2 separate regions of the Thunnus thynnus genome follow, and region 2 is linked to region 1. A link is a contact called in public Hi-C data. All regions are on one chromosome and are shown on one strand. The core of a region is the stretch at or near the end of the contact, and the rest is flanking DNA. Distances in the headings are between cores, read along the strand shown. Region 1 holds the start of LOC137177390 (histone deacetylase 4-like). Region 2 holds the start of LOC137176882 (ras-related protein Rab-9A-like).

The links. Hi-C and Micro-C count contacts between places; a contact is called where the count stands out from the background.
Region 2: a Hi-C map of muscle shows a contact between it and region 1, with 3 times the contacts expected there. The contact joins the promoter of LOC137176882 here to the promoter of LOC137177390 in region 1.

Annotation. Positions count from the first base shown.
Region 1 is chr24:10,602,744-10,610,073 of fThuThy2.1, reverse strand. LOC137177390 (histone deacetylase 4-like) reads right to left here and starts at 3,992. Exons shown (of 27, transcript XM_067583676.1): 1 at 3,933-3,992. aamp (angio-associated, migratory cell protein) reads left to right here and starts at 4,050. Exons shown (of 11, transcript XM_067583679.1): 1 at 4,050-4,340; 2 at 4,830-4,970; 3 at 5,063-5,182; 4 at 6,066-6,205; 5 at 6,572-6,716; 6 at 6,906-6,989. The coding sequence starts at 4,250.
Region 2 is chr24:10,730,510-10,737,839 of fThuThy2.1, reverse strand. It overlaps LOC137176882 (ras-related protein Rab-9A-like), which reads right to left and starts at 2,811. Exons shown (of 3, transcript XM_067582894.1): 1 at 2,671-2,811; 2 at 1-31. LOC137177164 (transcription elongation factor A N-terminal and central domain-containing protein) reads right to left here. Exons shown (of 2, transcript XM_067583292.1): 1 at 7,301-7,330; 2 at 4,090-7,141. The coding sequence starts at 7,136. The coding sequence ends at 6,141.

The DNA.
Region 1 (7,330 bases), core at 2,743-5,242:
GTGGATGTCCCGGTTGCTCGGGGGACTGGATCACATGTTTTCTGAAGTCAACACCGGCTCACGATCTCTATTGCACAGCTATAAGGACTTTCCTGTTACTCCCGAGGAGGATTAAACACGCATATCCACCTTCCGAGACTTAGGTCTGTCATGTTGTTAATCTTTGATGTGACGAGTCAGTTTATATGTTTTCTGACATTTATTTATGAGCGACATTGCCTTAAGGAGCTGCTAAGCCTGAAAGAATTTCCTAAGTCTGGGTTTCAGTGGAGAATCTGAGTGTCTCATGATGGTCTAACTGCTGTTTCTAGGGAAAACAGTGACTTCTTGCCATGTTTTGGTATGAAAATGAGTTAATTTAATTACATGGGAAAATATCAGCTCTTGGATCAGTATTTGCATCATCCTTCAACATCAACTGCTACCCACTGTAAATGTCCCAAAACCCCCATTAATATTCCCCCCAATTAATTCAACAATGTTAGCGGCTTATGTGAATAGGAGCTGAATGAAGTCTTTGGCTGGAAAAAAAAAAAAAAAAAAATGCAGAAAAAGATTGATGAAATAAAGCGGCGGCAACCAGCGTCGTAACTAATGTCATCTAAGTTTCCAGCGTGAAAGTTCAACGGCTTCTTCCAACATAACTGAACGGAGAGTTTATAAATCTCTCACTCACTGCAGATTTAAAACGACTAAATAACGTACACCCTGATGTTTCCACATCTCACCACATCATGAGATGGTTGTATTTTTCCAGGGGAAGGCTTGAAATGGAGGGCCCAGGCAGCCAGTAAAACTTATTTGGGCATGCAGTCCGAGAGCTCTGCCAGCAGCATATAGCAAGAAGACATAAAAGCCCAACCAAGAAACTTGAAGTAGACAAACTGTGTTAAGTGTTCATAAAATATCTCTGGCTGGGGGAACTTTTGATGGAGAGATTCGGAAAGAGAGGAGAGCTCATTTCGAGTGCTGCTCTGCTTCTAATGATATTCCTGTGGTTTACTGCGGACAATAAACGAATTTCCCGAGAAGGTCAAAGGTCAGGCCCTGATCTTGGAGGGATTTACGTTGTATATTTGCTCAATGACACTCCAGCAGGGTGGAAGCAAGCTGTCGGAGACATGAGGAACTTTGATTTCACCGCAGGTTCTGCAGAGGATCGAACTGAGAATCCGTTTTATCGGCCAAACCGCAGATATAAAATACAAAATCATAACTTTGACAGAAAGGAGTACTTCAAAATATCATTGAAACACATAAAAATAACTTCAAATCACTCTTTATGACGTTTTATTAGAGTGTCTGAAGTGTAATATTTCTGCTGTTCTTTTAATCTTGTACACGACCGATGGCGAAAGCTCTTATGATGACAGGCGTGTGTTGAAATATGCTCTCATCGTTGGTCTGAACACCGATAAGTCGTCGATGACGTGGCATTAACAAAGAGGTCGGCGATGATGAAAACACAGACCGATATGTTTTTAACATGTTTTGATCGTTTCTTTGAATTCATTCAAGAATAAAAATTATTCATCAATGGTTTTTAAGGCTGTATCTGAAAGCAGATGTCATAATTCGTCAGTAAGTGAGGGCAAACAGAGTAATGGCAGCTTATGTTAATACTAATTTGTCACAAAATGACTCATAAACATGAGACTAGGCTATCTGTCAAGCTCATATTCATTGGGATTTACATGAGCCTTGTTATCTACAGTGGATTCATGAAGAGTCATGTAAATGTTTGTTGGAAGCTAATCTAGAGAGAAAAACTTCCGCGTTTGTTAGGAGGCCGCAATTTGCGTATCACTGGTGTAATGAGTTATATGTATATTTTGAGGATAAAACCAAAGACATAATCGCTGATGTTAGAGGGAAACAGCCCGGTATCACTTCCACAACCATTGAACTTTTCTTATTTACTATATTGTGGCTCAGTTTGGTTGCTTCAAACTGACTGGCAAGGTGATAAGGATGCAGCAAACCCAGTTTCAAGGCATTTCTTTTCAAAGAGTTATCAGTAAGGCTCAGTTGATTCTTAGCTGTCCTGTAAACCACATGAGAAGTTGAGACTTTCTCTTATTCCTGTGGGTTGAATATCTTAACGCAATACAGCGACATAATGTACACCCCTGAGCTTTATCTGACCAAGAACTGCACTTTATTTAGCTCTTTATTTGTCTTAATCTTTCTATTTATTTTATCTCCAAGTAGATTGGTGCTGCAAACCAAATTTCCTTTGGGCCATTTAATAAAGCTGAAGTTTAAGTTGAACAATTTAAGTTCAATAACTTCCTCAATGGACTGAGGACTGAACTGTCAATGGCGTGTTCCCTATTTTTAGTTCAAAATCCCACTATGCCTCGCGTCACCTTTGCCTCTGTAATAACAGACGTGTAAATTACAGTTTTGTGACACCTGTCAGCATTGAAGCAGAATGATGATGATTCATACGTGTCTGAACTCTCAATTTACTACTCGCTACAGAGAAGAGAGGAGGCCGCTGAGTCTTAATCACGCAGGGGAATAGTGAATGAGTGAAAGACAAGGCTGCGTTAACAAGAAGGCATGCAGTAGAGAGATGGCATCACAGTCACACAATGAGGAACACACCATGATGATATTTTAAGAGTTAGTAAGAGGACAAGAAAAATGTGCACATGCAAGGACTTTTGCTTCCTGGGTCGCTGCTGGACGAAACCCTGACGGCACAAAAATAGAAACAATGTTAAAAGCAACACGTTCTCTGCATGGTGCTGCTGCTGCTTGACCATTGTTATTAGTAGTCAGACTTTTCTGTATTCCATAATGATGCCTGGAGGAGGTACTGTGCCAGTCAAAAGTTTGGAAACACTTTCTCATGCAAGTGAATGGGATATCGACGGTTACACTATAAAAAAGAAATAGAAAGTAGACAGTGACGCTCGTTTTCCAGTAGTTGAAACTAACCTGGACAAATACAACAGTCCTTGGATAATCCTATAGTACCATTTATCTGTATTTACCTATAATATGTAAAGTTTCAAGTTTTCTCTTGGAACATATCATGTAAATCTGATGGCTATCATGATGGCTAAGACATCTAGCTAAATCTATTTTATTACTTGAATAAGCTGTATTATAGTTGTGATCAGTGGTGGAATAAGTATTCAGATTCCTTTACTTAAGTAAAAGTACCAATACAGCAATGTAAAAATACTCCATTACAAGTAAAAGTCCTGCATGAAAAATCGACTCCAAAGGGTCACCAGATAAACCTGAGGGGTCGTGAGATGATTAATAGGAGAGGAAAGAAGAAAAAACAAAGTTTTTGGACTTTTTCTCTAATCTTTGATCTTTGCTGAAATATTGGATCATTTGAACATTTATTGAAATGAAACCATGTGAGAAGTTTAGAGGGAAAAATCACTATTTGGTGGAGCTGTTAATAACTCATAGACATGTTAAATGTGACCCCGACTACACACTGCTTTTTGTAAGACATCAAAAGCCAAAAAGGTTGTAAACCACTGGTTTCATCTTTAACAATGTGTTGTATTTTTTTCTTATATTATCCATTGTGTCAAATCTTCATCTGAAAGTAACTAAAGCTGTAAAATAAATGTAGTGGAGTAGAAAGTACAACATTTCCCTCTGAAATGTAGTTCACTGGAAGTATAAAGTAGCATAAAATGTAAAGTACAAGTAAAGTACAAGTAAAGTACAAGTACCTCAAAAATGTAACGTTATTTAAGTACAGTACTTGAGTAAATGTACTTGGTTACTTTCCACCACCGGTGGCAGGAGTAGTTTTGTATTAGTATTATCATGCTATTTGAATACCTAGAAAAGCGCTCTATGAATAAAATGTATTATTCTTATTATCATAAGTATTAATGAAAATGTTAATGCGAAGGGTGAAGACAGTAAAGTGTTGAGACAGCTTCATAACTCACCTCTGAGGCCTCTCTCATGTTTTCATTCTTTACAACTCCGCCATCTTGTGGACAAAGACGTAAACGAACGCTGACGGTTTATGTCGTCATCAATCTGCGCCTGTCTCTCCAGTCGCCGAAACATGTGAAGAAAACATGGGGACTCTGTTATTTTGATATTTAAGTATTGCTTATCTAAATTCACATAACGTTTATTAGCGAAAGTGTAGCTTTAAATACGTTACGAGTCTGTGCGTAGCTAAAAGTAGTAGCTAGCTTTACCAGCTCGGTTAACGTTACTTTTCGGTTGTTTTACTAGCTTTCAGCGTGCTAACAGTATGGATAACACGGAGGAAAATGCGATTGACATCCACGGAGATGAGGAAATTATTGAGGTTATCGACCTAAACGACACGGAGCCTGGTCCCGGTGGGTAGAAAAGTGTTAACCATTTGATCTATTTGATCAGACACCCTTTAAACTGTAATAAAACATTCAAAACTACCTTATGTCACAGAAGAAATTACACTATTTCTGTTAGTAGTTCAGGGACGAAACACCTTTAGGCCCTCAAAAACCCTCACTAGCTTTAAAGGACAAGTTCACAATTTTTCAAGAGTGTCTTATAACGACAGTCAGGTGTACAAATGAACACTGAACAGGTTTTTCTCTCTGTAAATAATTTCTCCTGTTCATACTGACCACTAGAAGGTCCCTTTATAATGCACTTACAATGTAAGTGATGGGGGACAAATTCAACAGTCCTCCTTCTGTGCAAAAATGTATTTAAAAGTTTATCTGAAGCTAATATGAAGCTTCAACTGTCCAAATTAGTCAAATCTAACCCAATCAAACCTATTTTGGAAGCTTTCAGTTGAAAAAAATCTCATTTTTTTAAACTTCCTCTTCCACTTACAGATGATTTGGCTGACAACTTGGAGGACGTCGACTTTGAAGCGCCTGACAACGCAGATGATGATGAAGGCTGGGAGACGGAGGACGATATGGAAGCAGAGGCAGAGCAAGATGACAGCGAGCTCACCTTCTCCAAACACACCGGTAACTTCCTGCCTCTGTCTTTGTGCTTTTATTATCATCAGACACATTTTAAGTCTGTTAAGTTTAATTTGATCCTCTGTTTGTCTGTCCAGGCTCTGTGTTTTGTGTGAACTTGGATCCAGCCACAAACACCCTGGCGGTAACAGGAGGAGAGGACGATAAGGCGTACGTTTGGAGGGTGAGCGACGGAGAGGTTCTGTTTGAGTGCACAGGTGAGTGTTTGTTAAAGGCAGGCTGAGAGCTGAAATGCTGTTTATGAGTGAAAATGAACCCTCACTGGTGTTCAGGTCATTTTTGTTAAGCACAAAAATGCTGAAATAAAAGGCAAATGTTAAATCTCATGTTCATCGTCCTGATTCAAAACGACAAAACTGTACATTGCAGCCTAAACTTCTGGTCAACAGTGAGAAACAGAGACCAGCACTACTTTTCTCTTTCAGTTGTTAAAGGAACATCAGTTATAAAATAGCATTTTGTGATTGCTCCTAAAACCTACCTGTTAATCATAAAGTTGTCTTTACTCTACTGCTACATAGCCCAAAAGCTCCCTTTTCCTCATCTATACTAAAACACCAGGCTCTTTTTTTTTTTAGATTCATCTGCCTTGACATTCTTTTTTGAAAATGCCCCAATCTGAGTGTCAGAAATACAAACTTAGTGTAAACAGACGGCTAAAACAGACGGCTAAAACGAGAGTAAAAGGTAAAAACAATCAAATTTAGTTAACGTAGAAATCATAACCTGAACGAAATGCAAAAAATGAACCGAAAATATGTTAAAGAGTTATTCTCTGTCAGAAAACAGACCGATGAGTTATTTTTCCTCCAATAGTCATAACAGAACAACATGAACAACTCTATTTTTTTACTGATAAACTCAATTAACAAGTGAGTCCATGTCACCTTTTGTTTACATCCTGTCTTCCTGAAACCAGGCGGTAGGAACATAAACACAAACGTCGTGGGGGTAGAAGTGCTCTTGGTGTCTTCCTGTAGCTTTTAGCTCATTCATATACATGATACTACAAACTGAAATCATCAGTGTGACAGTGAATTCATCTCTAGCTGCAACCCTTTTTTATTTTTGCCTCCACAGGCCACAAAGACTCCGTGACGTGCGCCGTGTTCAGCCACGACTCCGCCCTGGTGGCTTCGGGCGACATGAGCGGCGTGATTAAAGTCTGGAAAGTGGAGACCAAACAGGAGATCTGGTCCTTCGAAGTGGGCGATCTGGAGGTAAAAGTTTCAGTGCAGAGAATGTGTATTTTATGTAAAGTGTGTATTATTTTGTCTTGTTTACAGTTTCTCCATCTGTAAGCACTTGTGTAAAGGGTTTTTATTGGGGTTGAAGGTATTTATGAGGAAATAAGAGAGGATGAGTGCTCAGGCTGAGAATTTGCGGTCATGTGAGAGGGAAGTAAGTGATCAGACATTCCTCCCCCTTCCTCAACCACCGCTGCTGAGTTGCCCTTTAGCAAGGCACACAACCCCATAATAGCATTAATAAGGGCTGCTCGGTAAAAGTAACAAACTGTGTAAACTGCAGTGGAAGGTAGAGGAAAAATAATTAATTGGTGGTTGTCTGCCCGGCTTCCTCCGCAGTGGTTGGAGTGGCATCCGTGTGCTCCGGTGCTGCTGGCGGGAACAGACGACGGCAACGTGTGGATGTGGAAGATCCCCTCAGGAGACTGTAAAACCTTCCAGAGCTCTGCATGCCAGGCCACCCGTGGCAAAGTCCTTCCCGACGGTAAGAGACTAAAAGAAAAGGACGTTTCCTTTTTGAAATGGAGTCATCAGACGCTTTAGAATATTCAAAAGTAGTAAAACATTTAAAGAGACACATTTTAAAACAGATCTAGAGAGAAGTTGATCAAAACAAGTCCTCAAATGTTAACTTGTTTCACTTTAACGTGTATATTTCATCATTCATCTCCAGGTAAACGGGCTGTGGTGGGTTACGAGGACGGGACAGTGCGAGTGTGGGATTTGAAGCAGGGCAATGCTATCCACGTCATTAAAGGTGAGTGGCGGCTCTCACGTTACCTTTTAAATTTTGGAGGGAGAGAACTTGTAGAGAGATCACATTCATAAAAGAGCTGAGGCAAGACAACGAGGAGATTTCTGCTTTCAAGGGAAGTGCGTGTTTGAGTGATTCACTGGAAAACATCTGATGTTATTCGGTCTGTTTCAACCACAGCGGGAAAGTTATTCTGCCATGTAAGGGGATGACATAGCAAAACGAAGAGGTCATTGAGTAATGGGCTGATTTTAGTTTACATTTTAAATAAAAGGAATATAAACAGCAGCTTTATGGAAACTGCTTCTCTCACTATAGTGACAAAGTTATATACAAATAGACGA
Region 2 (7,330 bases), core at 1,562-4,061, 130 kb before region 1:
ATGTCTGCACACGGCTCATTTTCTTTAAAATCTGAAGGAGAGAGAGAGAGAGGAAAAAGAGATTATTTAACTCCACAGATCTCCAAGTGGCCGAGGGCACTCAAGAGGCTCAGCTGGAAAAAATGCGGATTTAAGTGCAAATTTAATCCCGTACCACACACTTGCATACTTTACATACTGCTTCACTCCACCCACATCCCAGAACAAATCTCTTGAGAGGAAGGTGGGAGTTCTAAATGCGAGCGAGGAGGAGCTTTGGATCAGTTCATCCATCACAGTTCAGATAGTAAGATGGAGCAGAGTGAGATTGTAGCGTCTCCTCACTCATCCATCACTGGTTGTCACAGTGTAAGGAAGCGAGTGGGTGCTACGGCTGCAACTGATGACTTTTTTCATTAACGGTTAATCTGCTGGTTAATCATTCAGTCTGTAAAACGTCAGCAAATCAGGACGAGTCCCAGAGTCCAAGATTACGTCTTGTTTTGTCCGACCAACAGTCAAAAACATGAGAACTTAAATAATTATTAGATTATCAAAACAGTCGCAGATGAATCCACTGCTAATTTACTGATTGATCCATTTAGAGCTGCGACAATTAGTAGAAAATGAATCAGCAACTATTTTGATAATTGAATAATCATTTCAACCATTGTTCCAGCAAAAATGCCAAAAATTATCTGCTTCCAGCCTTTATAAAATGTGACGATTCTCTGTTTTTCTTTATCATACATGACACTAAATCAAATATCTTTTGTTTTTGGACTATTCAGACAAAGCAAGCAAATTAAAGACATCACAGGGGCTTCTATGAAATTATGAATGCAAGTTTTTCACTATTTTGTAACATTTTGCCTTCTAAAGTTGCAGCCCCAGATAAATCCACTAATCATTGTAGCTCTAATGGATAACAAATACTGGTATAAATACTTCTCTTCGTGCATTTAACTTAAGTATGTGTTGGGCCAAATGTACAGCAACCACTCTCAAGAAATACTCCACAAAAATCTATCTTTCCACTAACAAATTCTTACCCCCTTGTGGGCCTGAAACGTGGCTGTAAAAAGTTCCGCTCACGTTCGCTTCACAGAGGACAGCAGCTGCAGTCAACTTGGATTCACAATAGTTGCAATGCTTCTAAATCAGCTCCTGCAACATAATCGATTACTCTGCTATTAATCTGTACGTTCAGGCACAGTCATAGTTTCTCCACACTGTGGCTAAATACACTACTCCCGTGTCACGCTACAAGCCTACAGCGGGTGATTATGTCACACTCGAAGATACATTTTGTAAGTGGAGTATTTCTTCACACCTAGAGTTATCTAACTAATGTATGTCTTAGGACAAGATTGACCAAATCCACATCTTATTGGACATTAAAGACTTGAATGAAGTGAAGAGTTAAGTCCCTGAGTTGGGATTCAGTGCTTATAGGCTGCGCTATCACATGAACTGGCAGCAGAATGCATTTTCAGCCTAAAGACACAAAATCTGGTAAATGATGTCTTTGTCTTGGGACCTTTAAAAACACAGACTCCAGCGACGCTCCTGTCATTTCTTCTGGGGAAGCATTAACATTTGTAAACGAGAGCAGGAATGAATGAACACACACAGACAGACACACACACCCACACACACACACACACACACACACACACACACACAGGAGTCATGTGCCTGGTTCAGCAGCAGGCTACTATTTAAAGAGGAGGCTGTTCTGCTGGATTATTTCCAATAAAATCACATATAAACACATAATTTGATTTAGGTCCACAAAATGCAATATTTCTATTGGTGTTTTCTAAATGCAGAGCAAGAACAGATATGCTAAATCAGCAGGATAACAGAGAGACATGGTAGGAGAGTTTGGTCAGGTGACACCTCTGCTGTGGGTGAGGAAATAACATGCTTCCTATCAATAAACCAGATTTATTGATAGGAAACAGGAAACTCAAACAGCGTGATAAAAAGGTCGAAAACAGCATTTTAAAGTTTACTTTGTAACTTTGCCAACGTCTAAATCAAAGTACAGTTAACTGTTTGCACTGAAAATATTATTAAATCATAAATACAGCTTTGTTTGCTGTAATACTTTATCTAATGGAGCTTGAAAGGATCCATTTTCGGACACTCAGTCGATCATGGTGAATGTTATCCATCTGTTACTCCCCTTTATTCTTCTCCAGCATGACTTCTACTTTCTTTCTCCACTCTTGTTGAAAAAAAAGAGTTCAAAAAATGTGGAAATGTAGGCAATGATGGATACAACATCATGGAAAATACAAGTGGTTAACCGCGACAACTTGTGAAAAAGCAGACTCGCCTGACTGATTTCAGTTAGCATAAAATGACCTAAAAAACAGACGTTTATTGATACAAAAACTAGCCTACGAGTGCATTGAGGTGTCTAAATATGAAAAATCGCTTGCCTGTGTTATGTCGTCGTCAAAATGTTGAGGAAACTATGGGGAAAAGCACGACTGCGCTGGATTCGTCCGATAATGGAAGCTTTTCCACAAACTGCAGCTGTCCGATAATGGACGCGCTAACAGTTGCACACTCGCCACTTTACCGGCGGGTTAAAACGACAGCAAATGGACATTTTTTGTCATTGAAATAAAACTTTTCCTTTCTCAGTTAAGTGTACCTGTCGGTGTGGCGGTTAAATACCTGTCATTCATCCCGGGAGGGTGATGCTGTCAGCCGGTGTCATGGCGCTCCGGATGGTGTCCCCGCAGTTCTCTGGACCCTCAGCCGCTGATGACGCTCATATGACCCGAGTGTGTCACGGTTGGTGCTAGATTGGATCAGCCGGAGGGTGGAACTCTCGCGATATCTTAATAATAACCTATACAAAACCCTAACGCTAGCCTCGCGAGAGTTTGTCCCTCCGGCTGGAAACCATCCTCCACTCATCATGCGCTTTCCTGGATGCGGTCAGACATGTGCATCCACATTTGATTTTGTGTTTGATCTTTTGGAATTATTGAATTAAAGGCTCTAAAATTTAGAGATTAGGTCGACATTAAAACTAGTCAAATTATGTATGACTGAAAACATGCAGAACACTTAGTAAGTTAAAAAATGTTTCAAAATAACTTACTGTCACTCAAGACAAGGGGTTGCTTTGACCCAGTTTTAGTGTTTTGGTTTTTTTTTTAACTCTAGGGTTATTTACTCAAACTACAGCTTGTTATAATCTACTCTACTCTTTTTAAACTTACCCATCACAGTTTGTTATTGATTGTTAATAACTTTTGAATGTCTATGTATCTTTTGAATGTCATATGCACATCGTTTTGTACAAGAAACTATAAATTTGTGTCAGTTTTTAGCTAAAGCTTGTAACACTGAGTCAAAATAACAGTTTGCTTCTGGGTAAAGTTAACCCTATGTTGTACTGGTGCTATATTGACCCAAACTGGGTAAAATTTTAACCCCGTTTAGTGTGTAGACAACAGTTGGAAACCACTGGTTCAAAGGACCTGACAGTGTGGGATATAAATTGTATATTACTGCAATATTCCTTGTACAATGCTCTTGCCCTGCATTAATGTGCAAAGATTATAACAATTTATGCCTATTAAAGTGGGTTGAAATTGTTTTCTTGTAAACTAGACACTTCATATATGACAACTCCAACATCTTACTTCTGTCAAGTATATTTTACCTGTTTGTGTGTGAACGATGACGATTACACACAACTGATTTGACAGGCCACCATGACCTAAAGGGTGAAAGCCGTCATCCAACACAACACCCACAAGATAGTGAGCGGATCTGAGAGCGGACACAGGACAGATAAATGCCAGAGATAGTGAGAGAGAGAGAGAGAGAGAGAGAGAGAGAGAGAGAGAGAGAGAGAGAGAGAGAGAGAGAGAGAGAGAGATACCACACAGCCACACTCCTACTGTATCTGACTGACAAGATACAGCTGCTCCATATCTGATGACATTCGATTAACCATGAAGAGGGGGATTTTCGTTGCAGGGGAATTTTATCTTTGGATGTCTCTGATTTGCGCCGAAGAACATTCTCAACGGGAGGAACACAAACGGTGAAAGAAATGAAAATAAAGAACAGAGTAAATCCACTTCAAGGAGCTATATTTGCATGATGGAGGTGTGCATCTCATGCACTTTCAGTTCAAAAATGTAGAAGTTTTACACCAAAATGAGATCTACAAACATGTGACATGAAAGCAGAACTATTGGTCTCACAGTGTGACTAATATTTGCTGCATGTCCTATAACTGGCCTATACAGTCTGATGTGGATTGAAAACAGGAACACAAGTGCTTAACACACAAAAAAACCCACATTTAAATACATTTAAAGAGTGATTTAAACAGCTTTTGGCCTGTACAGTAAAGGCCCCTCGATATGATGTCACAGTGACGTGTAAATGAGTCATTGTGCCACGTTGGCTAAATGCATGGAGAGTGGAGGACCATGGGATTTCCGTCCCAGAGGCAGTTCGGAACGGCAGATTACTGACTCACATGCTCACCGTTTTCTAAGGTCACATGTCTCATCTACTGGATTCAGTTTGCTGCAAATGAATGGGATATTGTAGCTGGCTGGAAGCATGTTTCTTCTTCTTTTTTAAAAAAAAAAGAATTTACCCAGAATTCATGCTGAGAATTACTTCTTAAAAGTGCAACAGAATACGCACAATTATACATCAGTGAGGGCAAAGGTCAAGGCCTCTGCGGCTTTTCTTCTGACCAGAAAATGTTCATGTAAGAAAGAGAAGCCAGGAAAAGCAGTAACTTGAGCTACTGTAAGTAAAGCTAAACTGAAGGGCAATTAGAGAGAGTGGAGGAGACAGGAAATGATTCAGCGGGAAGAGGATGACAAAAGCTACTTCTTAAAAAGATGTGGTTTCAGCCTGCAACTGCAATAGGCAGTGACTCAGCTTTTCTGCCTGCTGGAGAAAGATAGTAATGGATTTATGGCAAGTTTTCTATTAAAAGTCCAAATTTAGACATGCAAAATACAAGATAAATCCTAAAATATTCACTGTCTCAACCACCAGTATGCGCTCCATACTGCAAGAATGCTGTCGTTCGTTTCCACTCTGCATTCCTCTGACCATTCCTCCCGTTTCAGTATTAAAGAAAATACTAGACGCATCCAACAGGCTGTAAGAACGTCTTTTTGTCTCCATTTTGTTGACGCATATCAGCACTTCTGAGTTGAAATATTACACCTTTCAACACTCATAAGCTTTGACCACAAAGTTTTGATAGCCAACATGTTGTAAAAGGTTTTCTCAACTCACACAGAGTCATGAAATCTTTCAACTGCGGTGGCAACAGGAAAACCACAAAAATAAGGCAGTTTCACAACGACAGTTTGTCGTTTTATGAAGCGGAAATTTCCCAAAATCTAGCTCCTAAAAGGTCAATACTTTTTGATGTTTTGTTTTATCTTCTATAATGGTGAACTGATTTTTTTAGGCCTTGGACTGTTGGTCGGACAAAACAAGCAATACAGGCATTTTATTGACACTTATAGACCAAATATTTCATCAATAAAGAAAGTAATCGTTAGACATTAAAGTATAGGTTCACAATTTTTCAAGTTTGTCTTAAAACAACAGTCAGGAGCCCAAATGAATTCTGAAACAGGTTTTCCTCACTGTAATCATTCTTCCTGTTCATATTGACTATTAAAAGGTTTATCTGAATTATCTCATATGAGGCTCCAGCAGTCTGAGTTAGTCATATCAAGTGGATATCTGCCACATTTACAGTCTCATTAGCACATAATTCCTCCTTTGTGTTTCCTTGTACAGTGTTTCCCTGTTGAGCTGCAGTGGAAATATAGTAACAAAAAGAGGGACTTTGGCACTAAAAAGACTGCAATGTTGAAAGATATCTACTTGATTTGACTCATTTCAATGTTGAAGCTTCATATTATCTTAAAATAAACGTTTAAATAAATTTTTCCACAGAAGAAGGACTGTGGATTTTGGCCCCCATCACTTACATTGTAAGTGCATCATGAAGGGATCTTCTAATGGTCGGTATAAACAGGAGGAATGATTACAGCAAGAAAAACATGTGTCAATGTTTATTTGGGCTCCTGACTGTTGTTTTAAGACAGACTTGAAAAATTGTAAACCCATCCTTTAATTTAGAGGCAGACCCAGCTGCTGTGGTACCACTGCTGCCCACATCTGCTGCAGGTCACAAAGGTCATTGCGTCCTCATCAGGGCCTCCCGGCCGCACCCACGCAGGCAGGAACAGGGCACCACGGGACACCTGCGTCACCCTGCAGTCTGACCCGCCGCACCGCTTGCAGCGGATCTTCTGCGTCTCTATTCCCTCCACACCTTGAGGGAGCTGCCTCTCGGTCACACCCTGGGATGAGTATTGCTCCCTCAGCTGCCGGAGCTCCACGTTGGCCATCTCCTCCACCGACATCTGGGTGAAGGCCTCAGGAGACAGGGAGCAGCTCAGGAGGCCCTGCCGAAGATGTCCATTTTTGGGATTCCTCAAGTTGGCGACCTTGCTTCTCACACAGGCTTTGTACTTGACCTGACTGGATGTGTGGAGTTTGTGGATGTGCTGCTCTACGTCTCCAGCCAGGTCTGCAGCTTTGTCCTGTTCAGAAGGTTCAGGGCTGAGGGCGGCAAGGAGGAGCTGAACACATTTGGCTCTTACAGATGAGAAATCAGAAGATACAGAAGTGCTCTCTGCATCTTTAGCCATTAAGGATGGAGCGTCTTGTTCCACAGGGGCCTTCGCATTCTCCACAGCACCGTCACGTGTCTGCACTGAACTAGATTGGGAATCCCCCTGCTTGGAAAGCCCTTCATCTGGTAGAGAAACCCTGCAGGAGAGCTCAGGATCCTTGCCTTCCTCTGTGCATTTCACACCTCGTGTATCTTTGCTGTACTGTCTCTTCCACTTAGACAACAAGCACCTCGCTGCCTTCTTCACACCGTCATCAGAGCAGGTTTTCAGCAGCCTGTAGAGAACTTTGACAATGTCTGTTGTTTCCAGCTGCTCTGATGTGATGTGTGACTTATCAAGGTCACCGAGGAGGGTCAAGATGTTCCCATAGCTTCTGTCTGCACTGGATTTCTCTATTTGTAGAGCACAGTGGACTATTTCTTTTGCATCCATGGTGGCTGCAGAGAGAAGAAGGTCAAGTAATCTTTAAGAAAATGACCAATAAAGATGTATGAGCTCATGCCACTGACTGCAAATCAAATGTTTTGTTTCTACACAGCAGTATGTACCATTTGACATATTAAACCATTTCTTTGTGTGTGTTTGTGCTGGTTTACCTGAACTCCCTCATGGTTTGCAGAAAACTG